Regions from separate parts of the Gossypium hirsutum genome. Here all the other regions are linked to region 2. Evidence: chromatin contacts called from public Hi-C data. All regions are on one chromosome and are shown on one strand. Each heading gives the region's core, a stretch centred on a gene start, on an enhancer-like site or on the middle of the called end of the contact. The rest is flanking DNA. Distances are from core to core; before and after follow the strand shown.

The links. Hi-C and Micro-C count contacts between places; a contact is called where the count stands out from the background.
Region 1: a Hi-C map of leaf shows a contact between it and region 2, with 2.8 times the contacts expected there. The contact joins the promoter of LOC107933318 here to the promoter of LOC107915768 in region 2. A contact is called at or near these places in 3 of 34 Hi-C or Micro-C datasets (all in leaf).
Region 3: a contact with region 2 is called in a Hi-C map of leaf, with 3 times the contacts expected there. The contact joins the promoter of LOC107923440 here to the promoter of LOC107915768 in region 2. A contact is called at or near these places in 4 of 34 Hi-C or Micro-C datasets (callus, leaf and seedling).

The regions. Positions count from the first base shown.
Region 1 is chrA08:57,867,475-57,871,300 of Gossypium_hirsutum_v2.1, reverse strand. LOC107933318 (cleavage stimulating factor 64) reads right to left here and starts at 2,464. Exons shown (of 7, transcript XM_041074700.1): 1 at 2,233-2,464; 2 at 2,021-2,098; 3 at 1,500-1,541; 4 at 839-1,417; 5 at 654-752. The coding sequence starts at 2,325.
Region 2 is chrA08:57,385,041-57,388,513 of Gossypium_hirsutum_v2.1, reverse strand. It overlaps LOC107915768 (probable arabinosyltransferase ARAD1), which reads left to right and starts at 2,180. Exons shown (of 2, transcript XM_041074698.1): 1 at 2,180-3,473. The coding sequence starts at 3,059.
Region 3 is chrA08:57,108,937-57,112,748 of Gossypium_hirsutum_v2.1, reverse strand. LOC107923440 (non-specific lipid transfer protein GPI-anchored 10) reads right to left here and starts at 2,264. Exons shown (of 3, transcript XM_016853666.2): 1 at 1,754-2,264; 2 at 1,605-1,676; 3 at 1,211-1,487. The coding sequence starts at 2,093. The coding sequence ends at 1,327. It also overlaps the pseudogene LOC107923353.

The DNA of each region.
Region 1 (3,826 bases), core at 1,215-3,714, 480 kb before region 2:
GTACTGAATGAGCTAGACAATGAAGAGCCATCTTGATTTCATGATTAGAATAATTTGAATCAAAGTCATTGGATTACAAGTTGCAATTGAGTGCTAGAAATATTTCTCCTCACTGACTTGATTAAAATGCATCGAGGTACCTCAGGCAATCACCTTTCTTTACATTGAATTACAACAAGTTGGAATTGAGTGCTATTGCAATCACAGTTGCATGCATTTCTAATTACCAATTATATTACTATCTTCACGTGCAAGGATTATAATGAAAAAATAAAGATTTCCACAATTTTAATGTGGCACAAACCCAAATAGTTAAGGTGAATTAATGAGGCAAATGTTGTCCTACTTTTTCAGATACATAGAAAGGAATCCACTATTTTTATTTCATTGAACTTCAAAGCATAAACTAGTCAACCAATCACCTAGCAGAAGGGAGATCTAAATTGACATATTCCCTTGCGCCTGATAAAATGTAATTGAATCTATTCTAAATGCAAGGTAGACCATGGAGTGCTTAGAATTATCCACTTAATTTATGGCCACTAAGCATAAATAAAAAACATGAGCTTATTTTTATAATCAGCCACGAAAGATAAAGAATGCTTGCTAAGTGGTCAAACCAATACAAATCAACAACTAAATTATGCACATACTTGATTTTGATACATTGGTTGAGGTGGCAGCTGATTTGAGTGTGGTGGCTGTCCTTGTGGAAAAGAAGGTCCAAGGCCAGAAGGTGGTTTATTACTTGACTGGACAATTCAAAAATAAAAGGAATTATTGCAGAATATGTTACTAGGGAGAACCCAAGGCTTCCAAAATTCAACTTCTGACTTACATGGAATATAGGCTGTGAAAGATGCTGGGGAGCACCAGGATGCTGGAAACCAACATTAGGACCCATTTGGGGGGTATACTGATGATGTAAAGTTGGCAGTGTAGGTGGTCTAGCCTGTTGCGGCATTGGTGGCTGGAGAGGCATATGAGGAATTCCAGTTGTCTGCAAAGACTGCTGCAACTGGCCAGAGGCCATTGGCATGTGTGTTTGTTGATGATGATGGGGCTGTGAAGATGAGTGAAGAGGAACTGGAGGTACATTTGGCAGTTGAGATGATTGTGGAAGGGACATCGGAGGATTCAGATGCCCCTTCATCTGCTGTGGTGTCTGAAGGGAATGTGACAGCGTGCGTTGGGACTGAATGCTGGCTGGAGGAACAGCAGCAGCTGAGATATGTGCCCCAGCTTGGTTTTGGTGCTGTTTCCTTAAAGGAGGTTGGGTCTGAGATGGAGCCACTTGGTCCTGCAACCCGGGTTGACTTGGCAATGATTTTGCTGGCTGGATGTTTGGCATTGGAGGAGGTTGTGCTGATTGCTGACACTGAGATTGCTGCGATGTAGGTGGCTGAATGGTAGGAATCTAAACACAAACAAAGTTTCAAAACACAGGCACAGTCCCCAACATAAAAATTTCAAGACAACTTCACATAAGTAAAAAAAACATACCACTTGAGGGGCTTAACCATTCCAACCATAATCTGAGCCTGGAGTAAAAAAAAAAAAAAAAAAAAAGAAAGAAAAAAAGACCTGTTCAGGCATGGAAGCTCCAAAAGATTTTCAACAGTACACCATCTAAAAACATGAATTTAAAAGCAAAAGGAGGGCTATTACAGCATTACAACTAATCCACCAAGAAAGATAAAGAACTACAGGCATCCCTTAAATACAAAAGCAACTTCAGAAACCTAATTGACCATACAAAGGTTCTTGAATACAACCGTATTCAGTGCCAAGTTGCTCGGGTTCTTAGTGACTAGCTACTCTAAACAACTATACCAAAATTTCATGCAATTCTCACAGTTATAGCAACGGACAATTCATTCGAACCAACATATAATCGCAACGTGTAATTATTATCGGTATCAGAATAAAAACTTTTCAAAGAATGGAGAATAAATCGGAAAGGGAAACGAAGAGAGCTTTAAAGAAAACTGAAAAAGAAAATAGAGAAGAAAAGAAAAACCTGGAATAGGGCTTTAGTCAAGAGAGGGTTTTGAATAAGGATCTCTTTCGCTTGTTGCTGGTTTTGTTCTATAAGCGTCTGCATATAGACAAAAAACGATCAACTAAAAACTAGTAATTAAATTACCAATTATATTTGATGGCGAAGGAACTGGCGTTTGGAACAAAGGAAAAAGAAATGAAATAGAAAATTGAAAGTGAGAGTGAGAGTGCCTTCATCTGGGACATGATCTCGTAAAGTTGATTCTTCGACATTCCAGCGAAGCTGGCTGGCAAGCCCTCGCCGCCGATCTGCTTTCCCGCCATTATCTATGTCGAGATTGAAGTGCAGTTTCAGGCTATTGTTGTGTTGGGGCTTTTATAGCAAAGCTGTTTTGAAAGGCCTGAGCCCGGCAACTGCATTTGGGCATTTTTATAAGAGCGCTATTAGGGATCCAACTCCATTCCTCGCACGTTTTCTTTTCATCCGTTAATATATATTTCGGTGGAGTTGTGCCGTAGGCTTGAAAATAAAATTACCCAATTAACCTCTTGTAAGTTAATATTAAACTAAATATTAAAATTGGGGGGGGGGGGAGAATAGTTAGATATTAAAATTTTGGGTAAACTATTAAAATAATTATTTTTATTTACCTCATGTTATATTTTAGTCATTTATTTTTAAAATGTTACATTTTAGTCACTTACGTTAACGTGTTGTAACATTTTAATCACTAAGTCATTAATTGTTGTTAACGGTGTAACTGTAAGCTGACTTGGCACGTTAAGTCATCATTTCAAACAAAAATTTTAGATTAAATTATACAATTAATCCCCATATTTTTTTGTTTTGAGCAATTTAATTTTTTTTCTTTTATGTTTTTTTAACTTTCCTTTTTTTCTTTATTTTTCATTTTCTTTTGCTCCTACCTATGTTTTCCTCCCTTCTCCATCTCTTTTAACGTATTTTTTTTATATTTTCTATTTGTTAAAACTTTTTTATGTTTATGAAAAAAAAGGCGAAAGCTAAAACGAAAATAAAACTTACATCGCATATTCTCACCCCACAATTACAAACCTTCATCATCCATCATCACTTTAACAAACCAATTTGGATCTCTCAATGGCCTAGTCCACAAGCTCACCTCACTCAAAGACCTCGCTAGTCGTGACTTATAGCAGTCCACCCTCAACAAAGTTTCTCGAGCTCATTCCCTTAACCTCCTGACCAACCCCCACAACCACCATATCTATCTTACCTACAACATTCTTGTCCTCTTGAAACTACATTGCTTCACGGATTCTTCAAACGAGCTCTACACTCTCAATAACTAAAACGACCACGGTATGAATCTTACCCTCAAATTTACCCAAACCAATTTGGTTTCATGCTCACTTTCTCTCTTCGCTTCATCCATGCTCGGCTTCCTATCAAATTTGCTTAGGAATATCCAAGAAGTTTTAGATCAATTTTATTATTTGCTTAATTTTATTCATCAAAAAAGAAAAGGAAATGGATAATCTACATGATTCTGTAAAATTTTAGAAACAGAAAAAATTTGTTTTGAATATAAAGAATTAAATTTAAGTTTAGATTTGATTAAGGATATGGTTATTTATATTGATTAGTTAGATCCAATTTTAGTTTCAAAATTAGGTTATTCTAATCGAGATTTGATTAAGAATGATTGATATTCGGTTTTGAGTGAAATGCAATTTAGGAATCATGTGAAAGAAACAAAAACTTGGTTTATTTGGTGGGTAAAGATTATGTTTCTGCATTGAAGAATATGAGAAGAGAGAAAAATAAATGGGAAGAATAAAAGAA
Region 2 (3,473 bases), core at 931-3,430:
AGTTTCTCTCTCCTTAAAATCCTCTCTAACAACTTCTTTGTCTTTAATAATTATAAAAACATCACAAATTCTTATAATTAAAATCATAACCTCCACATTTAAAATCCATTATATGGCTTAACAACTTATTCATGGTACATAAATATGAAATAAGATGTTAAAATACAAAAATAGGAAGAACCCTTAGCAAAATCTCAACTTCTCACACTAATATAATTTCTTCCTCTTTTCTCATAAACCCTAGGTGAAGATGGTGGAAATGATGAAATGCAACGAGATTCACATATAGTTTTTATGGAGAAATGTTGTAAGAAAATGAAAGAAAATTGGTGGGTTTGAAGAGAAAGTGAGTAGAAATGATGGAAAAGAAATTGAAGAAAAATGAGGTGGAAGATGATTTTTTTTACCAACTTTAAAATATAAATATTGGTCAAAGGTCAAAATATCAATAACATGAGGTTTCAAGCTAAAATATGATTTTTTTAATACCGTAAAAATCATCTCATTACCACTCATACATTTAAAAACTAATATTTAATCACAATTGTGCCCCCAACGATTAAAATACTCTTAGGGACAAAATTATCATTTTACCTCTTAACTCGTATTTTTACTTGATTAGGCCTGAAACTCTAAGAATAGACTACATGATTTCTAACGACTTTCTAATAACCCAAAAATAATTAGATCCATTAAAAAAATAAAATTTTCTCATTGGGTCTATAGACAGGAGCGTGGCCAGGGGGCTGGTAGGGGCTTTGGCCCCCTTAAAATAGAAACTTTTTCATTTAGGCCCCTTTAAGATTTATAAAAATTTAAATTAGTAAAGATAATTTTGCACTTTGCCCCTTAAAACTGATAAAAAATTAATTTAATCCTTTAAATTTTATAAAGATATAGATATTAAAATGGTGAAATTACATTTTTAGTATTGTAAAAATATATAATTTAATTTCAGCTCCCCCTAAAAAAATATTTTAGCTTCACCCTTGTCTATGGTTAAAATTATCTAAACTATCTCATATGGAATATGGGAAAATTTTCAAGGTGCTACAAGTTCAATTTAGATAACATTGAATTTTAAATTTTTTTATATTTCTAAAATCAGTTTTATTTTTATTTTTTGAATTTTAAAGAGTTTTTATTTTTTCATAGTTTTTATTTTTTTAAAATTATAAATGTTTTATCTAAAATATAAAAAAATTTATTTACTTTTAAAGGGTAAAGACCAAATTGATAAAAAAACTGTAAATGTTGAAGACTAAAAAGATTATTTTTCTTTTGATATCGTTAACTTCAAAGAAAAAATAAATGAAGAAACCAAAATTTTTAAATAAAGAAATATAGAGACTCAAAGTCTCAAATTTAAAATATAAAAATTAAATTTTAAATTTCAAAAGTCACATAATTAAATAAAAAATGAAAGTAACTAAAAATACCCCATTTCGTCACTTTTACTGTAATTATATCCTTACTTTAAATCCAACGAATAAAGGTAACTAAAAATACTCACTTCGTAACGCTTTTAAATTATATAGTTACTTTAGATCTAAAAAATAACTATAAATATTTCCTTGGTGATGTTTTTAGTTCAAATTTTCGCAACTTTTTAAATATCACAAAATAAATAAACATTTTGTGACATTTTGATTAGTCAACGTTACGCTTATAAGGTAAGGAAATATAAACTTTTCGTGATATTTAAAATTGCACAGATAAAAGTACTGTTTTTTATATTGTACGAAAATTTAAAATTTGATTTATTGTGATCTTTTTGTGTCATTTTTAAAACGTCTTGAAAAATTATTTTTGATCTAATGCAAATTAAAAAAAATTAATTAGGTAACCATAATTTTTTAACTTGTATTTTATAAATCTTCCAAATATTTTAGTTTTGGTCTGTTTTTTATTTGTTGATTTTTTTTCTCAATATTACTACAAATTATTAAATTAAATAATAAAAATTAAATCCATAATTTACACATAATATATAATTAATAGTAAATTTTAACTTAATAAATTTAATTTTTATTTTTAAAAAATAGATAATTAATACTAAATCTAAAACTTATGTATAGTGTTGGATTAATAATAAAGATTGACCTAAAAAATGGTAACAAATTTACCCTTTATAGTAAAATGATAATAAAAGAAATAAAAAAGGACAGACAAAGAAAGTGTTGTGATTCCTCTTCTGTTTTTTCTCTCTTTCCATCTAAGTCGTTGACAGCTACAAATGTAGTTACCATACGACACTATTTTCTTAACTATGTAAAATTATGGCAGTTAACTTCAGCAACAAATCTTAAAATCTGCTAAGTAAAAGGTAGTAAATTGACTGTTTTAGTTAAACACCATTGCCTTCCCTTACACTCGGTTTCTTTACACAGTTTCCCAAAAGAACCATTCATTCATCCCTCTAAGGTACCTCTTTTTTCTTTTTCATTTTTCTTGCAATTTGCCGGCCACCCATTTCTGCAAATTATCTAACTTCCATGCCCCGATGATAAACTTCCGATTTTCTTCATGCAAGTTTACTTTCTTTTTTTTTTTGGTTTCTTTTAAATAGATTTTAGTATTTTTGTTTTCTGGGATCTTCTTTTGAAGTTTTAGCTGCTCATATTTGATAATTTTTTTTCTTCCCTTATTGGCGTGTTGCAGATTAATGGTATTTTTTATTGAGGAGGAGTCCAAAGAGTGAAGAAGCTTATGGGTTTTTCCTTTCTTTTTTTTTTCTTTTCTTTTCTGAAATCTGAAAGTTACGAGATTTTGTGCATTTAATAAGTACATAAAGAACATAATCTGTAAAAACCTTTAGGGGAAAGGAATATTTTTCCTCGGATTGGTGGCTCAGGATGTGTCAAGAAAGCTGATCTTTTTGGTACTTGAAATTTTCATGAAAAAAAAAGCTTCCATCAACTCACCGTTTAGGGTTTTAAACAAAGAAATCGGGTTTCGGGCTTAGCCCCCAATTTCGTGCTGACCAAGAGCAATAAGTGTATTATTGGTTGCCGTTTTGGTTTTTTTTTTAATTTATTAGATAGCTTGGTTTTTCTAGATGTTATCATCAATGTCTGAAAAAGGCATCTTTCCCTCAAGGTTTCTTTTCTGTATTATAACCATTTCCATGCTTCTTTTGATCCTTTCTTCTGTGTTCCTTCTGCAATTTGGCAATTCATCTCTTATACCTCACTCTGTTTTCAAATTAATTCTTGCCAATGGCACGGTTTATTTGAAATCAAATGTTAAAAATGAGCTGAAGTTACCCTTCTTCTCAACTGAGTCCTCAAAAGTTGATGCTCAAACACTGGTAAGAAGTGGGGATTCTAGTTGTCATAAGTCCGGTTACAGGAAGAAAATGTGCGCTTACCGGCACCCAACTATTGAGTCCTGTGACACCAATCAGGCTCTTTTAAGGGTATATATGTATGACTTGCCTTCTGAATTTCACTTTGGGTTACTGGGTTGGAAAG
Region 3 (3,812 bases), core at 1,015-3,514, 280 kb after region 2:
AAAAATAATGAAATTTTTAATAAAAAATTTGTTTATTTTTTTTATCTAACACATAGATATTAATATACTATTTTTTTTTAATATAGGCGGCAAAATGCATTTAGATCATTAATATAGGTGCTTCAACGATACTTTTACTCAAATATTGTCAAAGATAGAAAGTTGCGGAACTTTTTCCCCTTTATGCTCTACCCTTCTCCTTTCTTAACATGTCTAATTAGGTATCTCATATTTTTTTCATAATCCTTGTGGACTGTATATTATTTCCTGGATTACTCGAAAGATGGTTTGAAAAATTAGGTGGATCATTGATCTAGATATCAGATATCTTGTTCATCACCGTTGAAGTAGCCACTGTTGAAGTGGCAAAGTTGTATGTTGATACAAAAGACCAGGGTTCAAGCCTAGGTAAACCTCATCCTGCTCCCCAAATTTGTGATGATCTAAAAGTAAATCTTGTTCATCACTTGTTCAAAAAGAATCTGCTAAAAGCTTACTAGTTTTTTTTATTATTCAAAATCCCCTTGAGAAAAAAAAAAGTAGGAGAATTTAGAGTAGACTACAAATCTATTTCCTGTATGCTAGCTTGCCATTTATGTATTTGATGAATGATGAGAATAATTCATTTCATTTTATTGGGTTTATATTGTGATGATACTGGGAATTTCTAACCTGTTGTACATGTGAAATATGTTTGTTCCTTGGTTTCTGCACTTTATCTAAAATTTGGTTCGAGACTAATTGATGATTCTTCAAGCTGACGTCTCTATGTTGTCAGTTAATTGCATGTGGGATTTCTGTGGCTACTTACAACGAAGGGGCCACAGATTTTAAAGAGACTCCAGCATACAAAGAGTCTATACAGTCTCGAGAGCTTTTAGAAGAACCCGATGTCTCAAATTTCAGATGTATTTGATTCAAACCCTACTGAAGTTGCACCCAGTTTGGAATAGTTGCTGTAATATTAACATAAAATGTCTTTATACTTGGGATCACTTGAATTTATTACGGGCTTTGCCTGGATTTGTAATCTACTGCATGTAATGTATAACTTTATAATTTGAGATAATATCATACGTTAAAGTTGACGGTTGCTTCCATCTGTTTTTTTAAAGCTTAATAGGCTTAATTTTTGGTTTAATTATGTTATTATTATATGAATTTATAGAGATTGCCACAATGGTTTGGTTGTGCTTGGATGAAACAAACATTAACCATTGCAAGCATATGTTTCATTCCCAAATAGATAAACTTTGTTCCAATAAATAACTTGCTCAAAACTATAAATACACCTAAGAAACAACACTTTGTTAACCAAAGTCAAAACTATGGAAGCGCGAGTCTTGAAAACAGAATAACAGCAGCAGCCACCATTGCTAAGAGGCCTTCTGCCTTCAATCTTCCAGCCTTGCTCCGGCCAAACCCCAACCCCATGATGCTTGGTCTTGGTGCCATTGGAACATTTGGGTTCCCCATGGGAGAAGAAGCTGGGGAAACAAGCAAAACTTTAACTTATAATATGATGATGATCCATTTAATAGAAAATTTATTCACCCATCTGGTCTTAAAAAGAAAAGGCAAGCCTTTTAAAATAATTTGATTACCAGCGACAGAAGAGTTATGATTTGTCCCTAGAGAAACTTGAGAACCAGATGAACCCGAAGGGTAAGGCAACCCTTAAAGAAAATATCAAGCCAATTAGTCAGATATCGGCGTGAATGCAAGATAATTAATTCGAAGATCTGAATGGTACCTGAGCAAGAAGAGCTGTTAGCTTGGAGCCTGCAAAGAACAGGTAACTGCAGTGCAAGAGTCCTGTTTATGGGAAAAGCACTTAAAGTGGTGTCTTTGAGGAGGAGACAAAGACAACCAGGCTGCAGTCCATAGAGCTGATTGAGATTGTCACAGCAGGACTGCGCTGGTCTCGGAGCATTGCCTTGCACAAATGGTGCACATGGCATGAAAGCCACCAGACGTGGGCTACAGTCGGATACGGTTGGTCCTGGGGTGATAGGGTCCTGAGAAAGGGAAGTGGGAAGACTGGCAACCAAGAGCAACAGCATGAGAATAGGTGTAAAGGCAAGAGCAGTCATGGTGTAAGCTGTAAAGTTTCTCGGTTTGTGCAGAAACTAGGGTTCACCAGGTACCTATATAAGATGTAAACACATGGTTTGAGTGTGAGTAGTTTACATGCATGGTGTGTGTTATTCTAACATGCACATGTTGTTGTCTCCCTCTCCCTGTGAGATAAATCTGTTCTGTTCAACTCAAATTATATGACACCACTATTTAGAAGTTCATGCTGTTTATATTAGGTCTTAAAAAAGAAATTTGCACGATTTGGAATTTTTTATTCATTTTCTCAAAGCAGATCTTCAATTCTCTACTATTATTAAACACTACTGAATAATAGATATTTTGAAAATTTTTGGAAAATATATCATTTCAAAATACTAGTATTTCTTATTATTTTGTTTGAATAATAAAAATTAGGTTAAAAATTATAAAAGAAAAATAATTATATAAAAAACAAATAATATACTAGATTTAATATGGATACCATTGGATTTGTAAACATATATAAATATTTTAAATAATACAAAATATATAGTAGAATTAAATAAAAATCATATTTTAAAGTTAATTTTTTTATTTTACTATGGGACCACATATTTAAATAAAAGGAAATTTGAAATATCATATTTTTAGGTAGAATTTGAATAAAGAATTTGAGTTACTCAAAATTTCTTTTTAGTTTTTTTTAATTTTTATTATTTTTATCTAAATTCTAAGGGTGGATTTGGATAAAAAATTTTAAAATGCCAAAGACTTTTAAAACTTTTAGTATTTTAAAATCCATCATTTTAAAATATTAGTTTTTTGTTTCTATTTTGTTTGAATAAATAATTTTTTTTAAAAAAATTAGGTTAATGAACTTTAATAAATTAAAAATAATAATTATATTAAAAAATAATATAAAAGATGTAATATGGATATCATTATATTTGTAAAAATATATAAATATTTTAAATAATATAAAATTTAAAAATATATATTGGAATTAAATAAAAATTATATTATAAAGTTAATGTTTTTTATTTTACTATGGGACCAAAAGGGATTTTGAAAAATAACCTCTTTAAGTTAAATTTGAATAAGAAAATTGAGGTATTCAAAATTCCTTTTGAATTTTTTTAAAATTAATTTTCTATTATTTTTTTTCCAAACAAGTAAATCTATCTTTTAAATTTTAAAAAGAAATAAAATTTCTCTTCCAAAATCTCTCATCCAGTCTAAATACACTCTAAAAATATTATTAAATCCCTACAAGTCAATTAGATTTTTATTTTCATGCAAAACATTTAAATAAAATAAATTAAACAATCCCTTAACAAAAACTACCTCTAAAAAAAGGCTCATTTAAAGCCTACAGCTTTATTCAAGATTTGGACATAGACATTTTTCCTTCTTTGATATTTAATTTAGTTTAAGGTTGTGAAAAGCTCTCAAATCTTTTTTAAAAAAGTAATTAAGTCCATACTCTTTTTACTCAATTGGACATTTTAACTTTCAAAATACATTAAAAGGCCCTCAAACTATTTCTAATAAAGCAATTAAGCTCTTACTTTTTTTTAGTACTCAATTGAGTACTTGAACTTTCAAAGTGCATCAAAAAGTCCCTCAAACTTTTTCAAAAAAAGCAATTAAGCTCCTGATTTTTTTCACTCAATTGGGTACTTGAACTGTTAAAATATGCATTAAAAAGATCATTTGTTCATTAACTTTAACAGTTGACTATTAAAGTTAACTAC